2 separate regions of the Triticum aestivum genome follow, and region 1 is linked to region 2. A link is a contact called in public HiCAR-type data. All regions are on one chromosome and are shown on one strand. The core of a region is the stretch at or near the end of the contact, and the rest is flanking DNA. Distances in the headings are between cores, read along the strand shown. Region 1 holds the start of LOC123113932 (40S ribosomal protein S26). Region 2 holds the start of LOC123113929 (transcription elongation factor TFIIS).

Evidence for each region. HiCAR-type assays count read pairs that join an accessible place to other places.
Region 1: a contact with region 2 is called in a HiCAR-type map of leaf, with 3 times the contacts expected there. The contact joins the promoter of LOC123113932 here to the promoter of LOC123113929 in region 2. A contact is called at or near these places in 4 of 5 Hi-C or Micro-C datasets (leaf and an unstated tissue) and 1 of 1 datasets of contacts at active chromatin or transcription factors (leaf).

What each region holds. Positions count from the first base shown.
Region 1 is chr5B:654,999,979-655,005,438 of IWGSC CS RefSeq v2.1, reverse strand. It overlaps LOC123113932 (40S ribosomal protein S26), which reads right to left and starts at 1,260. Exons shown (of 6, transcript XM_044535263.1): 1 at 1,101-1,260; 2 at 923-1,015; 3 at 456-540; 4 at 225-355. The coding sequence starts at 1,103.
Region 2 is chr5B:654,741,683-654,746,814 of IWGSC CS RefSeq v2.1, reverse strand. LOC123113929 (transcription elongation factor TFIIS) reads left to right here and starts at 1,949. Exons shown (of 7, transcript XM_044535260.1): 1 at 1,949-2,251; 2 at 2,489-2,738; 3 at 3,479-3,560; 4 at 4,418-4,475; 5 at 4,641-4,723. The coding sequence starts at 2,002. It overlaps LOC123113930 (serine/threonine/tyrosine-protein kinase HT1), which reads left to right. Exons shown (of 6, transcript XM_044535261.1): 5 at 19-177; 6 at 678-1,282. The coding sequence ends at 992.

The sequences.
Region 1 (5,460 bases), core at 11-2,510, 260 kb before region 2:
AGACATGTTTATTTATGCTTCCGTTGACGCATCCATTGTGACATATACACAGAGAATGCAACGCCAAAAGCAACACTGGAAGAGTGAAGAACTAATCATGGATCCACTACTCATCATAAACTACAAACTTCTATCTAACAGTTAAAAATATATGGAACAGCATACAAGAAAACTTCAAAACTTTGTTAAAATGAAGAACAGATGGTTGGTTGTTAAAATCATACCCTGCGCCTGAAACGCTGCGGGGGCTCCCGGTTCCTCCTGTTCTCACGGGAGCGGACACGGACAATGTGAGCATGGATGGCACAGGAAACGCAGTGGTGCACCTTGGCATACAGCTTGGGAAGAACATATCCTGGACAAAAGAGAATCGAACGAGGCGTTTTCAGTACACAGTTACTAATGATCAATAATAACTGTCGACTACAAATGCAATAGGCAACAAAAGACTATACCATCATGTACACAAGCCTCCTGCACATCTCTCACAGCAGCCTGCTCCACGATGTTCCTCACCAAGAAACGCTTGATAGCCTTGTCCTGCACAAAATAAGAACTGATTGTTAGATAACAACCATCTATTATCTATAACATGAAACATAATTTGACGAGTGCCAACTGTTGACTAGAGAACAATTTTCAGACTAAAAAGAGCCTAAAACTAGTAATAGTACGTTGTATAAACATCGCTGTTCCGGTGAGATAAAAACACATCTAGACGGCAGATACCTCCTCGAACCTAATACCACCCGCAAACCGCTGGAGCAGCAATATACAGATCGCACCATGGAAATAACACTAGCACAGATCCTCATGCGTGCACTGATTCTTCTACCACTAAGGCAACCTGGTCCTGATCTATCCATTACGAAATAGCATCACATCCAGGAGGGGAACGGAAGAGAAATGATGGCGGCCGTACCTTGGGGCAGCACTTGGCGCAGTTGGAGCAGCGGATGTACTTGACGTGGCCGCGGCCGTGCTTGTTGCGCCCGCCGTTCCTCCGCTTGAACGTCTGCAAAACACGGCGGAGAAGGGTGAGATGGGGGCCGGCGGGGAGCGAGATCCGACGGAGGGGATCGGGGAGCGGCGGGGCTTACCATGGTCGCTTCGCGCCGCTAGGCGGGGGGTGGAGGCGCCCGGGAGAGGAGGGGATGGAGGAGCTCTAGGGTTGCGGCGGCGGCTGCTTGGGAGGGATTGAGGGAATGGTCCGAGCTTTAAGTAGGGCGAACGCTGGGCTTTGTGGACCGATAAGCGCGGCTCTGGGGTCATGGGCCTGAATGTCGTCCCGCTTTTGGAGCCCAGGTTGGGCCGGCATCTAAATGTTATTCGTGTGGCCGGTTATGACTGGCCCATGCTCTTTTGTTTTTCTAACTATACGCTTCCATAACCCTCAAAAAAAAAACTATACGCTTCCATGTCAAAAAAAAAAAGCAAAAACTGCGCTTCTAGAGTGTCTTTGTTGAAGTCAGACTGGCCGACCATCTAAATTTCACCCTTGTCTCAAAAAAAAAAATCTAAATTTCGCCCTAAAAAACTTTAAAACAAATAAAAATTAGGAGCTTCCGAAAAACAGTCCCTTCCTGCCGAAAAAACAGAGATTTTGCTTCCGGATACAACCATTCACAATACATGATTTTTGGCGGGATGAAACCTCCCAACCAAATTGCCAGTGCCCATCCTCGGCGTCCCTCCGACCACACCGTCTATGCGGGTTCATTCCCGCTCTTCCCTTTTGCTCGCCCCCGCCAAAGAACCCTCTCAAGTTGTTGTCGCGACCACTTCCCACCACTAGGGCCATGCTTGTGGACATCGTTGGACAGTGTGCGGTCTTTCGGTTTCCTTCACGCCATTTCAGCCTCCCCGTGTCGCGACCGGCAGCCCTTGCAAGGCTACCAATCGACTTTCGGAACCTCGGTGCCTCCCTCTAGCCATCACATACTCGACGTCACTAACAGTCGACGCCACACAATGTATGTGGCGACACACGCGGTGTGTTTGACAAAAAGGCCATAGCTGGCCTTTTTCCATTTTGAGTTCCTATTTGAAGATTTCATCCACTTGAGGAGGAGAGAGAAGATGATGCCGACGTTGATCATTCAAGTGGAGGGGAGGAAAGTAGGCATGGTTCTTAATCATTTGTGCATTCATCGCAAATAGGGCAGAAGGGCATACCAAACTGATGATAGGTTGCGTTGTGGGCCTGTTTGGGTATCCAGAGACGCTTTTAGGAAACTTCCTGGAATGTCGGGGGAACTCACTAGTGCAGAAAAGCCTAACTATGAGGTTGCAAAAAAGCCTTGCTGCCGTTGGCATCCGACGCTACCAATATGGTGCCAGTGTTAAAATAGTGGTGCCATTGGATGGCAACGTCAGCGGTATTGTTGGTGTTGATGGCGTGCCACATTTACAACGCCACCACTATAATTTAACCTACCGACGTATCTTTTTATATGCACGCCACCGACATGTTCTGCAGGCAAAAAATATATTTTGCCACCCAATATACGATTTTGCATCTCACGTTGCAGGCTTGCAGCAACACACATGAAACAACAATAAGTTCAGCGAGTGACCAGTCACTTAACGACACAATCTCAAAAACACTAGCTAGCTATTATTCAGTCATGGTCAACATGCACTACAAGTGAACTAATATTTAGTAAGGAGTTTACTTAAGAGACCTAGTACAGGTAGCATTGATGAGTCAGCCACGCACACAGATTTAAATGATGTTGATGACAATCATCATCCTCAAGTTGTGGTGTCGGATGTTCCTGATAGTGAGATGTCGCCCTTGCTGTAAGGCGTAGTACATAGCTAAGGACACCAACAAACTCTACGCTAAGATGAAGACCTTTAATATCATGCCATGAGATGGCTGTCGGCAACATTGGTCCTTGTCAGACGGGTCACGAATGACACCCCAACATATTTATCACGTGGTGGGATTCTGTCGAAGCGGTTGCCAGTCTCATCCTCGTTGAGCCTCATTCTTTGGGCAAAGACTACATCGTCCTCATCATCATCATCATCATTCGTGTTGAGATAGATAACAGAAACCTTGGGTCGTCTTCCTCTTAAGGAAAAGTTGATCAATTCACCCCTAGTAAGACAATTATGGGCAAGGAAATGATCCCATCCATCTCCTCCCATTTGGGTCGTTCTTGGTCCTTTCTCGAGCTCCATAGTGTATGGGCCCCCAAGAGCCTCGAAGATCAGGATGTCTTCGTTGAGCTCACTGAAGTCCAATCTCACATTGCATGGGACAATCTGTATAACACAACACAAAAGCACACATAATACATTAATAGCAAAAAAAGAACACGCATATCATGTTAGAGAAGAGGGTTTGTTACCGCTGAAGAAATAAAACACTGTTGGAAATAGATGTCGAGCTGATCGCCAGTTGCAAGGTTGTTGACGCACCTTGAATCACACTGTTGACATCATGTAATGGCGAGGGTCACCTCGCGATTCTACACAAAATCATTCATTACAAAAGAGTATCACCGGATTCTACAGAAAAAACATTCCTTGGATTCTACACCATTTAAATTGGATTGTACATTAAGCATATCAATCGATGATTCGACACTAAAAAATTCTACACTAATAAAACCAGTTTCTACACTACTAAATCAAACTCTACTAAGTATAACCGAAGTGTATACTAAAATATAGAATCAACACAAAAACTATCATCCAATTCTACACTAAAACATACTCAACACGAAAAAAAGTTCTACACCAAGTATAAAATCGGATTGTACAATACTAAATCGAATTCTACAAAGTATAATCAGATTCTATACTACTATATATAATTATACCCTACTAATATTCTACACAAATCCATGGCGTCCGCGGACGAGGGAGGTGCGAGGGGAGGGGGTCTCACCTGCTACTCGGGAGGTGACCCTCGCCACCAGTGACGAGCAGCGAGGTCCAACGGAGCGACAAGCAGGTCCAGAGGTGGCGGCGGCGGCACTGGTCAAGAGAGAGTGAAAAATGATAGAATTGCTAACTAGATTTCTTTACTTAGAGGGGAGTAGTGATAGGAGATGGAACGGTGTTGGCGTGTGCCTAACAGGCCATGCCATAGCAAAGTAGAACCCAAAGACGAAAAAACAGATAACACATAATGGCGTGTGAAAAAACTCCAACACCAGCACTAGCGTACAGTGACGATGTACCAAATTGTTCAATGACAGCATCATTAAAAAAATAATGTTGGCGTTGCTTGGAAATGGCGCGCCACCAACTGAAGTTGTGGCTAATTATTTCTCTACAAAGTGACTCTTTTTGTGGACTGTAAGTTTGTAACTATCGTTGAAGGTCAAGATTATTACTTCAACAAAAAGAGTGATGCATCTGCACTCATTTACATCTATACCAATATAAAAATACCCAAAGGGGCAGATCCAATTAATCTCGGCCATCAGATCATGCCAGTCCAATGATCTAGACTGCTTCAATGTCAGGCGTTCAACACGTTTAGTGTGCAGTTAATTTCATGCCAAATATAGTGTTAATCACATAATAACACGTAAATAATATCCTACTTAATATCCGCATGCACTTAATATACTTTCAAATTAACGTGCATTGCACGTACACATTGACTAGTGATGATTAGAGCCCGATAGAAGGCATGTCATATCCTCTACCCCATGCTAAGATAATACGTACATTTCACGGAGTGCATCAAAAGATCGAAGACCAGCAAAACCATGAGCATCTCCAAGATGAACTTATGGAGCACATGTGGGAACTTCGTGGGCAAGAGTTCATTCATGCACCATCGTGTGTTCATCATATTTTATTTAGTTTTCTTTTGCTTCATTTCTACAAAATATCGTGTTTGAATTTTAATTAAAAAATGGAAACAATGAATTTAAAATGTTGTTGAAATGTGTGGTTCAATCATCGCGGTGTGATTTTAAATGTAGTTGAACTTGGTTTTATACTCTCTTTTTTAGAAACCAGACTTATACTTTTATGTGTGCCAAATGATGTAAAAAATAGCATATTTTTGGGGAGTTAAGTTTGGGATCCGCTAGTTGTGAGTTTCTCAGTACCCTATTTTTTTAGAAATGCTCACATAAGTTGCTTTTGGGGGTTGCATTTTGGAGATGGGTTAAAGATGCTCTCAAGCCACGGTACACAATCGTGTATTTTGGTTGCATGCATTTAGACAGCCGAGCATGACAGAGATCTTGTTGGCTTGAGTGCACGAGGAATGTTGTAGTTACCTAGAAACAAGACTAAGTTTTCCCAACAACATAAGGAGGTTGGGATTTGTGATATTATCTGATAGTCATCTCGGTTTAGCATTTCATCAAACATGTGGGGACGATGCCCATAATGACCTTGTTGTGGTCTGGAGCATTGGTGAGCCCGATAATCGACTTTTGCCACTTCACCACCTCTTTGAACCCCTTCTAGCCACCATGGTTT
Region 2 (5,132 bases), core at 700-3,199:
TGTCTTATGCTTTTGTAGTTATACAGCACTGTCACACTTCAACGTGGTGAAAAAAAGCACTACACAAATAAAGTGGATGTGTACAGCTTTGGCATCGTCCTGTGGGAGTTGCTGACCAATAAAATGCCATTCGAAGGCATGTCGAATCTACAAGCTGCATATGCTGCTGCTTTTAAAGTAAGTATATGATTATGAGACTATCATTTTGTGACGGAATGATACCACTTTCTAGAATGTTGTCTAGCAATTATAAAATCCTGCGACTCTAAATGAGTTACAACTCTCCTGTTTCACCTTGCAAATCTTGTCCGTACTGGCAGGCCATTGGTAATGTCTCTTTACTGGACAAAACTGTTTACTGCTAAAGTAACAATACTGTCTATGTTTTGAAGTCTTAGCTCAAAAAATTGCTTGGCTACCTGAAGAATGAATGATAGCAAAATTGCGAGACAAAATGGCCACGCATTTGTGCGAAGAAGGCCACACATTAATTCTGTATTTTTTACACTGTTACTTATTTTTTAAGAAACATATGTTAGCACCAACAAATGAGCTGGTCATAGTCTATTTTCAAAGAATGTTTGAGCATAAACTTCTTTTCTGACGACTGTTTTTGACATTGGTTTCTATTGGAATCCACTAATCTTACCCATATTTTCTCTTGTTTACCATGGCAGCAAGTACGCCCAGCTTTTCCTGAGGACACCCCCCAGGAGCTCGCGTCCATCGTGCAGTCATGCTGGGTCGAGGACCCTGCTATGCGGCCCAGCTTCAGCCAGATCATCCGCATGCTGGATGCCTTCCTCACGACGATCCCTCCGCCGCCCCCTTCGGAGGCAGACGAGGACGCGACGGAGTCGGAAGACACAACGTCGTCGCTGAGCAGCAAGAGCTCCTCGGTCTCCTCCATCGTTTCCCGTGCGACAAGCAAGCTCTCGGTCGTCCGCCATCTGTTCGCCTCGAAGAAGGGGGGCAGCAATGGGAAGGCATGATCCGCGTCCGCGGGCCATGCCCCTGAGACGTTTTTCCTTGGTGCTGTAAAGGTGTTAGCCTAGGTTAATGATGATACAGTGGTGGGGGACGGTGATGATGATACAAGAGGAGGGATCTTGTCTAGCCTAGGGTTAGCTTTTGCTTGTTTTGTGTTTTGATGATACGGAAGAAAAAAGGGTGCAATGCATACTTGTGCAAGCTATGTGATGTATAGCTGGCGGCTGCTCTGCCATAAACTTTTGTATGCTGCCATTGAGCTCAATCCAATCCCCTCTTGTTTTCACTGCAATTTTTAGCCCTTTGCCAATCCTGTGATCCTGACAGACTTGATGGGGATGATCAATGGATCTTAGAGATGGTTGCTGATCACTGACTCTTGAGCTAACATTTTAATGATTACATTGTTGGGATTTTCGAAGTTGACAAAAAAATCTACCAATTTCTAGGGTGACCAAGTTACTCACAATTTCTTCCCTGAACAGAAAGTTACTCACACTATGTAAATTTTGCAGTAGTTGATATTTGTTGGATAAATGAATAAATGGCCATGAATTGTCAATCCCAGTGGACTAACAAATACTCCCTCCGTCCGGAAATACTTGTCGGAGGAATGGATGTATCTAGACGTATTTTAGTTATAGATACACCCAATTTTATCCATCTCTCCAACAAGTATTTCGGGACGGAGGGAGTATAAAAGATCTCCTGAATCCTGATGTAATACTAAATGAAAATTTGACAGACAAATGTAAACGATAATTTAGTTAAAAGCTCTCAATTTTTTGAAGCATTTTAGAACCTTATACTACAATACTAAGATGTCCTTCATCAAGTTATTTCAAATTACTAGTGTCTTTCACAAATTCTGTGTGAAATTATTTCAGCATTTGAAAACTAGCACAGGTGATGCTACCACTCTACCAGCACCAGCGCACTGCAGCCCCGGTCAGCAAACCTTCTCCCCACCCCCACCCCCCCGCCCCGCCGCGGGAGCGCTCCGCGGCCGCCATGGCGTCTCCTCCGGGCCCGGGGTCTGCCAACCGCGCGCTCTCCTCCTCATCGAGGGGGCCGCTCTCGCCCTTCCCCGGCGGCGCGGGCCCGTTCCTCCGGCATCAACATCCTCCCGGCGGCGACTCCGACGGCGGCGCCTCGTTCGACGAAGATGACGACGACGATGACGAGGAGGAGGAGGATGGGGAGGATCAGGACGCCGAGCTGGCGGCCCGCAGCTCGCAGCAGCGACGCGCCGCCTCTCCAGGTGAGTCAACCCAACCCAAGGGTTTGCTCCTGTAAATTACTAGCAGTACTTATGCAGCTTCTGGTAGTACGAGGTGAGCTGAATTTGTGAGAAAATCTGAAGCTAAGTTGGGTTCATATGAATATGATCTCCCTCCGAGCAGCAAAATATCTCCATTTAGGAATTTTTTTCATCTGTATCATCTGATTTATCTGAATGAAGGTGATCACTGACGCTGTTGCTTGCTGGTTCACGCAGCAAGAATCGGGCGGCCTGTGGTGAATGGGGAGAATGGAGGGAGTCAAATCCAGGAAGGGCAGCAATGGCAGCTGTACAGCTGTGGAACCGAGCAGCATGACCGCGCTTCGTCTAGAGGGGACGAAGAACCTGGTTCTGTTCCCAGGGAGATGAGGGTGGAGGATGGATATGGGGTTATTGGGAGAAGAGAGGGAGGCCCTGCATCTAGCTACTGGGACCTGCTCAGAGCGCACCTTTCGGACCCGTTGACGTGAGTAGCTTATGCAAATGCCTGTTATTCGCTTGAGAATTTAGTTTTTGTTTTGGGGAAAACTCAAAACGGTACCGGGCTCATCTGCTCTCTCTCAGCAAAAAATTCAAAAAAAATACTAGAAAAATTCAAAAAATTCCAATTTTTTTTGTGGTGGTAGATAATTTGACGCGTGAGGTGCGCCCCAAAATTCAACTCATTTGGACATCTGAGCAGCTCTCGGCAAAAAAGACAAATCGGGTCAAAACAGTGCGTGAACAGTAAACATTTTTACAGACCCTGATTTTGTCTTTTTTGCCGAGAGCTACTCAGATGCTCAAATGAGCTGATTTTTGGGGCGCACCTCACGCGTCAAATTATCTACCACCACAAAAAAATTTGGAATTTTTTGAATTTTTCTAGTATTTTTTTTGAATTGTTTTCTAAGCGTGGGTGCAGATGAGCCCGGGTGCAGATTAGCCGCACTCTTGTTTTGGTAAGTATTTACTTAGCTATTTCACCTCCTTTGTTGACTGTATATAAGCTTCCAATATTGATAGTGTATATGCTTTCAAGCATTCCTTTACGGCTTTACCCGCTTTGTAGGCTTTTGGCACTTCCCCACTAATTCATGTAAATGCAAAATGTCACTGAATTCGTCGTACCCAAATATCATGTCCGGTAGCGGCAATAATGAACATGATATCTGGGGGGAAAATCCAGTATCTCATCCATTTATATTCCTGTGTCTGAATTTGTAGAGGTATTCTCATGGACGACGCAATGATTCTTTCATGTGGCCATTCTTATGGAAGTAGTGGGATGCAGCATATCTACAGAATGGTTTGTCCAATAGCCCTTACCGTGTAATACAGTAATAGTTGTTCAAACTTTTTCCTTATTTTGTTACAGTGTAGTTTGCAGTTAGATATCCTGTATCCTCCTGCTTGTTGCTACATCTCTTCATTTTTGTGTTAGGATTGCCTTTAATCATAGCTCCTTCTTTTTGAAATACTAATCATAGTAACTTGATGTGCTTTTGAAGCACAGTGTTTTCCTTTTACACATTTCTTACTGTTCTTGAAATAATAGGACTGCACTCTACTGTCAGGGCCTCCTCATCCACCAACAATTTTTTGGTGAAAACATATGCGGATGTGCATTCAATAGAATGAAAGTCTCCAACTGCATCTTTTCCGTTTATGTATTGTGTTGTCCAAACTGAAACTAGAAGTATTTCGTGGTTATCCATTTGCTCTCAGCTTGGGTAACCACATCAGGCAAACTTTGCTTTCAAGGTAAAGCGTTACACATGTCTTACTGTTCTAGAATAATTGGAGTGCACTCTACTGTCGGAGCCTCCCCATTCCCCAACTATTTTTCGGTGAAAAGACATACAGATGTGCACTAGATAGAATAAAACTAGAGGTATTTCTTAGTTATCATAAGTAAAGTTCTCCAACTGCATTTTTCCCCATTCATGGATTGTGTTGTCCAAACTGAAACTAGAGGTATTTCATAGTTATCCATTCGCTGTGTCAGCATGAGTAACCACATTAGGCAAGCTTTGATTTTCTAGGTAGAACATTAATTTGAGACAATCCTGGAAGGTGGCCAGCAACACTACTAAAAGAGGGATTTTTGTGAAGCTTCAAGTGCATGCGAAAGTAACAGAGAATTGTTTTCGTCCTGCTATGCAGAAAGCTTGTGGTAAATGTGGTCAGCCAATCACCGAGAACTCCATTCGACCAAACCTGGGTATGGACTTAAAACTGCAGGCTATTTCGCCACGATTTCTGAGGTTTACTTTCAGCTATCTCATAGAAATCGGTGCACGTCATATGTACTGGGTTTCTTTGCTTCCTTCCTGTCCTGTTTTCACAAAGATCTCTAATGTTCCCTTTTTGCCCGCCATGTTTTCAGCTCTTGGCCTTGCAGTCCAGGCATTTAGACGAGAGGAAGAGTCGGCAAAAACGTTGAAAAGAAAAAGAGACCGCCTGGAACAGGTATACACTTTTTTCCGGGTCTATGTTACTGAATGCCCGAACATGGACAGTTGAACATGTTACACGATGTTCTTAAATCTGTTCTCTCTGTAAAATGAGGACAAATGTGGCAACGATGACCCGGGTCCAGCTGAGGTTTCAAGAGGCAAAGGTGTCCAGTATCCTTTCGCTGTCTTCGACCGGGTGATAATCAAGGTAGGTATCTCTATCCCTCTTTACTCTGCCAAGCATATACGCTTTTGTTCTTCTCCAGTCTTTCCCTTTTCGCGATGATGACCAGAACAAACTTCCGTCAGGGAAACAAGAGGACCCCGGAGCGGTTCGTGGGGCGCGTCGCGGTGGTGACGGCTCAGTGCTTGAATGGATGGTAGTACCTTTAATTCGTTCACCCAATCATCTTTCGAAACCA